2 separate regions of the Arachis hypogaea genome follow, and region 1 is linked to region 2. The links are chromatin contacts, called in public Hi-C maps. All regions are on one chromosome and are shown on one strand. Each heading gives the region's core, a stretch centred on a gene start, on an enhancer-like site or on the middle of the called end of the contact. The rest is flanking DNA. Distances are from core to core; before and after follow the strand shown.

What was found. Hi-C and Micro-C count contacts between places; a contact is called where the count stands out from the background.
Region 1: a Hi-C map of leaf shows a contact between it and region 2, with 2.6 times the contacts expected there. The contact joins the promoter of LOC112729706 here to the promoter of LOC112726893 in region 2. A contact is called at or near these places in 2 of 8 Hi-C or Micro-C datasets (leaf and an unstated tissue).

What each region holds. Positions count from the first base shown.
Region 1 is chr12:12,956,845-12,963,043 of arahy.Tifrunner.gnm2.J5K5, forward strand. It overlaps LOC112729706 (protein FAR1-RELATED SEQUENCE 5-like), which reads left to right and starts at 4,686. Exons shown (of 3, transcript XM_025779867.1): 1 at 4,686-4,700; 2 at 5,451-5,945; 3 at 6,055-6,199. The coding sequence starts at 4,686. LOC112726900 reads left to right here. Exons shown (of 10, transcript XM_072208845.1): 10 at 1-185. LOC112729705 reads right to left here and starts at 2,935. Exons shown (of 1, transcript XM_025779866.1): 1 at 2,498-2,935. The coding sequence starts at 2,935. The coding sequence ends at 2,498.
Region 2 is chr12:12,771,603-12,777,945 of arahy.Tifrunner.gnm2.J5K5, forward strand. LOC112726893 reads left to right here and starts at 4,282. Exons shown (of 3, transcript XM_072208840.1): 1 at 4,282-4,556; 2 at 6,208-6,343. It also overlaps the pseudogene LOC112726892.

The sequences.
Region 1 (6,199 bases), core at 3,436-5,935, 190 kb after region 2:
TTATATTTTGTAATGAAGTACAAGAAGTAGATGTTATGACTTTGATTACGAATTATAATTCATGTATTAGGAATTCATGAGTAGTTGTTATGATTTTGTTTTTTGGTATTTTGTTAGAGTATATTATGTGATCACACACTTATTTTGGTCACAACTTTATAAAAATTGGATTAATTGATTTAAAATTATTGGTTATTGACTAAATTATAAAATTATCTATATATTTTTATAAGGTTTTATTATGAAGATTAAAAAGAATAATTAGGTTACTGACCATTTTTATAGTCACGTTTTAAAAGCATGGCTATATGGCCATATTTTTGTCTATTGTCACGCTTTTTAAGTGTGGTCATATCTCCATCTACTGCCATGCTTTTAAAGCGTGACCACATCTCCATCTATTGTCACGTTTCAAAAGTGTGGTCATATCTCCTTTATTGCCACGCTTTGAAATCATGCCCCTATCCACCACATACGGCCACGCTTTGTGGCTTTCAAAGCGTGGCCATATCTCCCACCTACGGCCACACTTTTAAATGTGAAAATTTGTAAAAAGCGTGAAAAAAAACGTGGTGATAGGTTGAAAAAAGCATGGTGATAGAGCAACTGCCACCCTTGTAGACATGACCCTTTCAAAAGCATGGCGGTAACTCAGATAACTCAAAAAACGTGACGAAAAACTATCGTCACGTTTTTTTAATTTTTCACCACGCTTTAAAAACGTGGTAATAGAACTATTTTCTTAGAATGTCGATATTTCAATTTTAGGTTGAAAAGTGGGCTACCACCGTCCGCCCACTTTCAATATGCGCCCCCCATAACGAACCCATTTCTTCTTCTTAATCTATTATTATTATTATTATTATCTTTTAATTTTCACAATGAAAAGGGTCCAAACTCAATATTTCTACTAAAAAGATATAATACTTTTGTTATGATACGTACTTATTTATTAAGATATAATATATATATATACACATATTAATAGTTATTCTAGTATCCATTATTTCGGTACATATTTGTGTGTTTTAACTTGTTAGCATTTATTGTAGGTTTTTAAATTTATCTTTTCAAATCTTAACAAATATAATAGTATTTATTTAATATATTTTTTTGTTCCAAATTACAGTTCTCTCATCTTTTATTTTTGTATTTCTAAAAAATCTTGTCGTCTTACTCTTCAACACCCTTCTCTTCATTTCCTCTTTTACTGTCTATTTCTCTAACATGTTGTGTCATACAGGGAGACAAAACGAGCCAATGCTACCAACTAACCAAATGTGTTACTTGAAGGATAAGTAGAGAGCAGACTAAAATCCTTAATCTAGTTATTGAAGTTCGATAATGGAAGTAAGTTATATCCGAAATTAAGAAAATATTACGAAAAAAACTAACAATATATTAATTAAATATATTGATTTTATTTGAAGAATATGTTGCAGTTTAATTGTAAAATATTAAATTTAATTTATTGGAGATATGTGTGCACAAATACTACTACCTTTATAAATTCATGAGTACTATAACAAAAGCCTTTAAATAAAATAATTTTAAAGATATAATATAATAAATTATTTTTTAATAGAAATAATGAATGATTTCTTTCACAAATTTTAAACATATAGTTTATGTAATTGATGAAGAGAAATTTTTGAAAGAGTAACGTATATCATTAAAAATTCTGATTATAATATTTTTTAATGATTATGTAATTATTTAACAATTTTAAATTTGAGTTAAATATGAATTTATGTATTTAAATAATTTTTTAAGTAGTGTATTTTAAAATTAACTATTTCTCTCATATGATAATAAATGATTAGATAATTGTGTAATTTTTTTTTATAAATGTATGAAAATTATATTCTTTCAACTTTACCATTTATCCATGCATATGGCTCAAATTAAAGTTCTTGTTCTTAATTAATATTCTATTATTATAATAGGATCGAAATATTTAATAATAAAAAATTAACAAAAAATAACTAAAATTTATTTTATTTAATATTTATTAATTTTAATAATAATTAATAAATATTAAATAAGATAAATTTTAATTTTTTTTCTCTAACATTAATGTAATAAGATATAAAGTATAGACCGTTCCTATTATTAATTAGTAATTACTAGAAACATAAGAAGAGTTTGAATTAAGAGAAAGAGGGAGGCATGGAATCGAAGTTTTATTAAGAGAGTGATCATCAAAAAGGGGCCACATGTGTATTTACAGTGCATACGCCTAATATTTTCACGTGATGATAATTAATTTTTTTTAATTAATATAAAATAAAAATTCACATACAGTTATTTTTATTATTTAAAATTAATAATTAAAAATTATTAATTATTAATTTTACATAAAAATATCTACATATAAATTTTTATCTTAATATAATATATATTAACATTTTAACTATCATCTATAGGTAAAAAACATTGACGCAAGTAGCCACCTAATAATATTCCAAACCTTTAATTTGATATATGTAGGGAGGAATCAATTCCCTCTGGTCTTGGTCTTTGGCACCGTGACCACCAGCTTTCCTCCGCTACAAACCGCCGTGGCCATCTCCGGCCTAGTCCACGGCGGAAGCCTAAACCGAAAACCATAGCACTGCTGGGCAAAACAATCTCCACCGTCCATTCCCTTGATCACGATCTTGGTTATTCCAGGAACAATCTCTACAGCCTCTGCACTCACTCCACAAGAAGAAGAGCCTCTACACTTGCACCACGCAACAAATCGGAGAAACTGCGTGGTTTCGTCGATCGAAACGTCGTCGTCTGAATGGAGAGGGAGTTCAAGAACGCTGGCGAACACGTGCGGAAGTCTCCAAAGCTTCTTCGTATTGTTTGGGTTCGGGTTCGATGAAACGATGGCGTTTTGGGAACGATGGTTGGTTCGTTTCTTTGAAGAAGGGTGCACCTTCATCATTGTGAACATTTCTAGTTAGTTAGTTATTTACTATGAATAAGGCCTTGTTTGGATGTATTGATATAGGTAATGAAATGAGAGAAGAATGAAGACACTGAGTGGTTTAATTTGTTATGACCCACTTTCTGATACGACTTGAAGAGGAAAGTGGCCGATAATGTTTGTGGATGGTCATTTATATAAAGAGACACCGTGACAGTATTCTATTTGACGAAATTACCCTCTACAAAACAATATTTATTTATAAAAAATATGAAAAGATGATCAAAATTTATTGTTTATTATTATTAATTATTATAATGACTTTTAAATAATGTATTTAATTTGACAAGTCAATAAGATTAATCCGTTTTGTTATAGATTTGAGCTCCATTTAATTATTTGTAACTCATTAATGATTTAATTTGCTGCATGCATAAATTGAGGAGCACCGTTAAGGGATAATAATTTTCTATTTTTTGGGCCAGCAAACAATCAGCATTAGTATTCTTATACCTCAAACAAAATAAAGTCCAAATGTATATCGAGAGCGTGTACTCACGCTCCTTTACCACACGCTTTTCTTTTTTCCCAAAACGAAAACTCTCAGGGACCAGCAAATATAATAAGATCTAACCATCATTCAACCAGCATGTGTTTTTATATCAGGATTGTCTCACGCGTTATCACAAACGGCTTTCTCTCACGCTCCTCTCCAAGGAACTAGCCGGATACGCAACGATCGCAGTTTTGTTGACAAAGCTTGAAGTTTCACCTTTTACTCTTGGATAAAAATTTTCTTCCCTGTCGCTCATTCCTTCTCAGCTGCAGAATAACTCAGAATTTCACTCTCTCGCTCCATGTTAATGATGGAATCAGCGTTTAGAAGAACAGAATATTGAAGTAAGCAGTTTCTCTCTCTTCTAATTTCATGATTTTTGTAATGATTTTCATAGTGCATCAATGAACACAATGATGATTATGATTATGAATTTCTGAGCTCGCAAAGCATGCTGTTTTTGTTTTTCATAATAGAGTTTAAATTGAATATACAGAATCCAAATTATACCTTATTCGATTTTGATTTTCATAATGCAACAATGCACAATTAACGCAAACCAACTGTTTGATGAAATGACTAAGACAGAAAATATAAAAAATGTTAGTGTTTCTTGTTGTTGTTTTGATTTTTCAATGTAATTTAAGTTATGTACTGTTGTTGTCTTTTTATATTTCACCTAGTTTGGCCTCCTAACAAAATAATAATTTATTAATTTATATGAAATAAGTATAGAAATAAATAAGAAAGAAAAATAGATAATAAGACAAGATGCATGCTCAATGAAACTAATCTAACCTTAGCTACTAAGAACCTGAAGTAGAAGTAGAAGCATCGAATTTGTAATTGTTCTATAACAGTAAACATGTTCTATGATTTTCTTGGAGTTGGAGCTACAAAATTTCCAAGGGTTAGGAAAGTGAGGCTAAGCTAGTTAATAGGTAGTGTTGTGTTTTTTGTAGTTGTTTTGTTTTGGTTGGGTTTGTGATGCATTCAAATGCGGTCTGTTGTTGTAGGATCTTGTTTTGCATTCTCTTTTGTACAGTTAGTTCCATAATAGCTTAAAAGTAACTAAAGTAAAAAAGTGCAATCAATAGAGGGATGAACAAACAAATATTTGGAGTGATATAGAGAGAGAAGGAAGGAGATTAATATTTAGTACTTAGTAGTATGACATATTTCTTATGATCTTATGACTCATGATGAGTAGTTATGGGATTCAAAAAGGTATGCTATTTTTTTTTTTTTACAAAAAGTTGTATTCTAACTTTACAAACTAGTTAGCAGTTAGAGAACGTTATAATATTGTATGAACATTAAATAGGGGATTATCTTTGTAATTTTATAGTTGTGTGAACTGTATTCAACTGAATTAACTTGCTTTAATGTGGAGTATCTTTCTTGGATTGATTTGATCTCTAAAAAATGGTAAAGATCTCCAGTAGATTATTTCAATTCTTAATTAACAAAAGGCTAATCTTTGAAGGCATCAAAGAAACTCCAATTAACAACAATAAAAACAGTAGTTAGTTTTATGTCCCAGCTAATTAGTAACAATTTATTAGAAATTTGTTAAGGACTCTTATTTATGCAAAAGGGTTTTGTTGATTCAATACCTAAGAGTAATCGAGATACTTCACTCAATACATTTTGCACCCACTTTAATGAGATTTTGCACACTTTACTTAGGATACTTTGCATCCATCTGAATGAAATTTTGCACACATGAATCAGACATTTTGCACCTACTTTAATCAGATTTTGCACATTTTACTCAGCACAGTTTGCATCCAATGTAATGATTTTTTGCACACATGAATCAGACAGTTTGCACCCACTTTAATGAGATTTTGCACACCTTACTCGTCACAGTTTACACCCAGTTTAATGAGATTTTGCACACATGACTTAACATAGTTTGCACATTCTTTAATGAGATTTTGTTTTACTATCTGATATATGCTAACTTTTTTACAGGATGTGCCCAAGGTTGGCATGTGTTTTGGAACCATTGATGATACAAATCAATTTTATCAGAATTATGCCAAGCGCGTTGGTTTTGTTACTAAGATAAGGTTTACTCGAAGAGTTGGTAAAGATAAGGTTCCTAAGAATCAAATGATCACTTGCAATAGAGAGAGGAAACGCAAGTCTAGAGTTTTACCAATAGAAAAGACCAACCCTAGAACCAACTACAATTGCCCCGCAAGGATTTCTATTAGGTTGAATAAGGAGGGTCTTTGGATTATATCGAAGGTGTGTTTGGATCATTCACATCCTTGTGATCCAGAGATGGCAAAATTGTTGACACATAATAGAGAGATGAGTATGCACATGTATCGAGTCATTGAGAGGAATGATGAAGTAGGTGTGAGACCAAGCAAAACATATCAAGTGTTGGTGGGTGAATCGTGGGGTTTCTCTAAGATAAACTTAATGGAAAAAGATATTAGGAACTATCTCAACAGAAAGGTACGCAATGTTACAAAAGAAATGGATGCTAGGGAGATGTTGAAGTATTTTACACGGATGAAGGATATAAATTGATTTTTATTTTGATGTTGAACTTGATCAAAACAAGCGTTTCAAAACTATATTTTGGGCTGATGCTCGAAGTAGAGTAGCATATGAGTACTTCGGTGATGTAGTTTCGTTTGATACCACTTATAAAACCAATCGTTACGATATGCCATTTGGTTTCTTTGTGGAGGTTAATCACCATGGTA
Region 2 (6,343 bases), core at 3,032-5,531:
CTTGCTTCTTTGGGGTTTTACTGTTTTCGTTAAACTGAGAGATACACAGTATTCAACTTTTTTTAGTTGTAAAATCTATGTCTTCCAATAGATTTTACTTTGATTATTCTATTTACATTGAATTTGCCTGATTCATGTAGAAAAGTACCTTGCAAGAGACTACATATTTGCTTAGATTTTATTTCAGTAAAATTTGAGAAATGGAACATTTATGGGGAACAAAGCTAGGTTTTATATGATAGGTTCATTGATAAACAGAGATGATGCATGTTCTTGTGAGTGTGGTTTACAGCCCACAAGTCTGTGAGCAGGCAATATGTCTCACTCTGCAGTTGCAATTGGTTGTGTTTGAATTAGAGTACTCTATAGGCTATCCTTTCCTTTCTGATTTACAAAGACCTATAGTTTTCATTTCAGTTATTAGCCCTCGTTTCTAGGTATCCTTATTGAAGGAATTTGTCATCTGTTGACATTTATTATTATTTTAATCAAGTTAATCTGTTTTACTGTCTTCTCTTCCAGTTATCAGAGAGGCTTGAAATGCTTCTTGGGGTTAAGCGTGAAATTGAAGATGGATTTTCTTTGACTTTAATTCGGAGATCAGATGTTGCCCTTGATGTTTCTCAGACAAAACCTGAGATAATTGAATGTAATTCCAAGCTGGCTGTTGCATTATCGGTAATGGATGAGTGCTTCATGCCATACATTGATGAGAGAAGCGGGATTAATCTGATCCATGGCATTCTATATAATTGTGGGTAAGGTTACATGACCACTTCTCTGTCATTTTAATGGCCTTTCTTGGGGTGGGCCTAGGTGGTTGTGTTTTGCAACCGAATTCTCCTTAAGTTGTGTGTGCCTGCTTTTCCTTGGATGGATTGGTATCATATCATTCATAATATCATATATTTTAGTTTTATTCTTTTACCTTTGTCAGGTCAAACTTCAAACGTCTGAACTATAGTGGATTCATTACTGCAATTCTCGAGCGAGGGGATGAAATCGTTGCTACTGCAACTATCAGGTAAATATATGCTTGAATTTTATGAATGCTTTCACTGTTTATAACTGGACAATGGCCAGTATGTATGCAGCGAGGCCTTGGTATGGAATTAATATATTTTCGGTGGTGAAAACAACTAATTATTTAATCTTCTTTATGTATTCCACCATACATTGTGAAGTTCCCTTTTGGCCAGTGGAAGAAAGCTTACTTTATATTCTGATGACTTACTTTTTTTATTTATCAAATAGGATTCATGGAAATCAACTAGCAGAGATGCCATTTATTGGGACCCGTTTTATGTATAGGCGACAAGGGATGTGCCGCCGGCTTCTAAATGGCATTGAATGTGTAAGTTTGAAACTGTTATATTTTTATCCCTAGGTTTGGTTGCAGAGAATTTAATCAAGAGCCTTGCTCATTATTTAGAAGAAGAAAAAGGGGGGGGGGGGTGGGGTGAGCCAAGCATTAGAGACCCTACATGTAAGTGCTGAAGTATGACTGAGAGAAAGAATGCGAAAGGCATGAATTCTGCTGAGGTAAGGGTAGCTAGGTAACAGAATTTATGTTGGGGATGCTATTATTTCCTTTTGCTTTATTCATAGAAAGTGGAGAAAATGAAGTAAATCTTAGTAGATGCTCTACGTTCAGTCTCTGAACACTGGCGGTGTTGCAAATAAATGGAGTCCTTTGCTTACACTGTATCTTGAAAAGAAAGCAATATGTACCATTTAACACTAGCAAGTGTTACTAGTCTAAAAAGTTCACTTCTATTTCCATATTGACAATTTGGCGAAGTAAAAAGGAGCTTTCAGCCCTTAAGGGCCAACATTAAATGGCCATTCTCTGGGCAGAATAATGTTTCACTTTGATAGATGATACGTTATGTTAGTAAATTATTATGTGTGCTTTTGTAGAGTGAAATCCTTTTGTTCTTTCATTTCATCAAGTTTTCTTTGGACCTTCTTCTCACTTTGATGACTTAAAATCCTCCGTTTCTATGATTATTTTCAGGCACTTAGCTCTTTAAATGTTGAATTATTGGTCATACCAGCTATCTCAGAAATGAGAGAAACTTGGACTTCTGTTTTTGGGTTTGAGCCGCTTGAATTGGAAAACAAGAAAATAATAAAGAGCATGAGTCTGTTGATATTCCCTCATGTAGATATGCTGCAGAAGAAGATGTTGAAGCATAAGTTTGCTGAGGAAACTGTGATTACTGCAGAAGGTATGTTGCGGGTCCTCATGTATGATTTGAGATGGCCATTGCTCTTCTTTCATACTCTGAAAATTTCAACATTGTTAATTGCTCCATGCAATTTCTTGCAGCTTCCAATCTTCTGAAAGATCATACAGAAGGCGAGGTGGCAAATAATTGTGAAGGGGCAGAATCATTTGGATCTCAGTCAATGAACAATTCTGCCGACATCCCTTGTTCTAATGATGACCAGATGATGGATAAAACCATGCCTACTGAATCTGGCAGTCTTCTTCCTGAGGGTTCATTGAATAACTTACCCAACAATAATGGCAACACTAAACTTCATGATAAATGTCCAGAAGATATCACATGCCAAGTTGTTTGCCATGAAAATTTGCCAGTGGAAGACATAAGCACTGCAAATCCCCCTGATGATGGAACTGAAGACGCCGGTACACGTAAGAATACTAGTCTTGATTGCGTCGAGCTGAACGATGATGAGAAGCAAGTAGATTTAGATGGTCAATCAAACAACTGCTGCAATACTTATGAGGAAACAGAATGTCTTAGAGATGGTTGTCACTCTGGTGAAGCAGTTCCTACAACCAATGACTCGGTGCACCTTCAGTCAAAGGACATCACTGAAGATTGTCCCGATAATTGCGAAACAAACTCCAAAGTGGTAACCACACCAGGCTCTGATGAAGCCGAAGTACACCCAACTGAACCACCTAAGCACCAGACAGATACAGAAGATTGCCAATCCTTTCCTGTATCTTCTGATTTATGTGAGAAGTTTGTGGATTGTGTTGATGATAATAGTAAGCCATCCACAGATGTTAAGGCCGATTCCTTTCCCGCTGATACAGACAGAAATCCAAACGACGAACATCTGACAAAGGGATCACCAGGGCTACCGGAGCACGACTTGCAGGTCGATCAAAATCCGCAGGGCAATGCTCCGACCCTGTGTACTCCAAACACTGCTTCTAGCGTAGCTCTTAACTGTGCTTCTGTGGGTGCTGGCAGTACTTCTTGCAGTAGTACTGAGGTGATAGTTCTGTCAAACCAAGCCAGTTGACTTCTATGTTCCATTTGTAGTCTTAAGTAGGTTATCTGTTTTGGGGTTATTCACTGACTTAGGTTATTTCTAGCAGTGCATTCTGGAAAGGTAATTTGACTAGATTTTTTTGTCAGTATAACAAAAGTATTCTGAGGAAGTGTCCTGGAAAAGAATGTTGTAAGGGCAATCTTTAGTCTAAGATGTCAATTTTTTTGGGTGGCCAATAGGGTTATGTATGTTTGGCTGCCCATGGTAATAGGCTAATAGCCAAAGTGATGTAAATGGTAGTGCTTTTAATTCTAGTCTTAAAATTTCTGTTTCACTAGTTGCATTTCATACAATATCTGCTAGTAAAACTGAGAATTACTCCTCTATTTGACTTGGTTTTAGGTGCTAGTGAATAGTGATTATCCTCACGAGCAGTAGTGATGGTTTGAGATTGTAGCTCAATTGGCAACTATATCAATTCAAAATTAAATAGCGCGATTGGTAACTTTTCCTTCACTTTCTGTTTATTCCATATTGTCACATCAATACGAGCCATGAAAGGCATAAATTTAATAGGCATTAAATATAAATATTAATTTCCACATTATAATTGATTTATTTTAGAAATAAAATTTAATAATACTTAAATCTAATTTGTAATATTTAATCCTTTCTAAAAAGTTTACCTTCATCCATCTTAAAATTCTCACTTTACTTTGACTCTGCAATTATTTAAAACATTTAACTCTAAGTAAAATAAAGTTTTAGATGATGTTGTATTTACCTGCTAAGTGTCTAATCTGGTCTTTTTATCTACGTTGTATTGCTGAGCAAATTGAGATTAAGCTCTTTCCAAGTTAAAAGGTTGGTTATTGAAGTTAATGGCATAATGCAATGTGTTTTATTGTATGATGATGATAACAAGTAAACCAGTTAGTCTAGAATTATTTATTGCATAGTAAACAAACCCGGTTCGCCTCGGCCGGTTCGATCAAAATCTCAGTCACCCGGTCACCTGTTTGGGTCGAGCCACTCTCTAAACTGCCCCAAATCCCTAATTCACACATCACATCCGCCTCTCAAGCTCTCACTCACACCAGCCGACCAGCGACACCCTGACTCTCAAACTCTCTCATTGTCTTCATTCACAGTCGCTGGCGTTCCGCCGTAGTTCGCGTGTCGCCGCCCTCCTTGGTCTCGTCGTCGCCGGCTCAGCAAGAAGAAACAGAAGCAACCAGCAATTGCCAGCCCTGGTTCGGACGTCGTCTCCTTCTCGCCGGTTCCGTCGCCAAGCAGCTGCGGTGAGTCCCTGGCTGCATTCCCCTGTTTTTCCTTTGGCCCTGTCTTCCGTGGTTCGCACTCCACACTTCACAGATTCTTGCATTCTTTTTACCTAATTAATTAATTTGTCATTTTGCGGTAACTGAAGTTTAATCAATTTTCTGATCAAATTAATGGTACTGTTGAAGGGTTGATACCATAATTTTAACTAATTTTTTTAGGTTTATGTCTTAAGAATAAAGTGTTCCTGTTTAGAGAATCTTAGCCTGTAATTGTAATGATGAAGTTGATTTAGGTGTGGCTGTTCTGAAGCTCAGAACTCCGAAGCTGCTCCTTTCCTGACTCAACTTCTACTTCTGCTTCTGTAGGTGATTTTTGTTTTATTGTTTTTTTTTTCAGTTAGTCTTTAATCTCTATTAATTTTTTTATGCTTAGTATTTTTCAGTTTTAATGTAGTTTTAGATAAATTGATGCTAATTGGTTTAGATGAATTGATGCTTATTTGATAAATTGATGATTAGTTATACTGATTAGATAGTAGGTTATGAAGATGAATAACTCTCATGGTGATATTGATGGAAAGGATGGTTCTCATATTGTTCTCCAAAGCTGTTCAGGGGGGAATTATTCAGGTGTGTTGCTTACTTTGGCTGCTGCTGTGTGCATTGTTTTGAGCTTATCAATAGTGATAAGTAGGAAGATGATTGGGTCAAGGGAATTTTTATCATGGTCAAGGTTGCCTGTGAATTCATCAGTGGTGATGATCATGTCAAGATTGGCAATATCTAGATTTATTAGATAATGAAAAGAGGAAAAGTTTGTGATGTTTATAAGTTGTGTGTAAATCTATGTGGATATAATAAGAGAAGAAACATTGAATTTCTAAGTTTGGAAGTGACCAATATAAACTTGCGGATCATAATTCTGTGGAAGAGAATGCTATTATGGAGTGTTTGTTTTGTTGTATCAAAGTCCTTTTACTTGTTTATATCACCATGCCTTTTGATTATTTATTTAATATCATTGTTGATTTTTTTCTGTATTGTATTGTTATATCAAAGTCTGTACTTGTTTACATCATAATTTTTGAGTGGTAATTGAGTTTACCAAGTGTGTTTCAAATTAAGTGAAGGAATGCATAAGCAACAATGGGTATGTCCTTTGGATTTAATGTCTATTTTTGTATTAGTTATTTTTAGGAATTGAGACTTGATTATTGTTAAAGTGTCAGTAGTAATATGTATTTCAAATTTTAATTTGAACTTTTTTTTATGATTTTATATTTTTATTTAAGTGATACCGGGTCAACCAGTTCAACCATGACCCACTGGTTGAACCAGTGACCCAGTACTCTGAATGGTTCGATTACTGGTTCGGTTATGATAACTAGTTTATTGATATAATGTACTAGTAAATTTGTGTTGCTTTGCTTTGCTTGAATGGCTTCTAATTATATTCTTAATTTGAGCCCAATAAGAAAAGAGGACGTGATAGAGATTAGAGGGCAATGAACATTTTTAAAGTATGTTTTGTCGGAAGGTAAAATTATGTAGTTCATTTTTTAAAAGTTTCACTCTATTTCTACTCTTCCACCAGATTTTCCTTTAATTGTTATTGGTCTTGGCATCTATAAATTGGTCAATTTTTTTTTGTTCTTGCCTTGCTTGGCAGGCTTAGATGAAGACTAATGGGAGAAGGAAAACCTAGTTGTATTGCACAAATCAATGAGGAAAACAAAGCTATGGACATAGACCATATATGACCCTGCCGCTGCTCCTGCCACGAAGTGATGAGATTTCATCTAGAC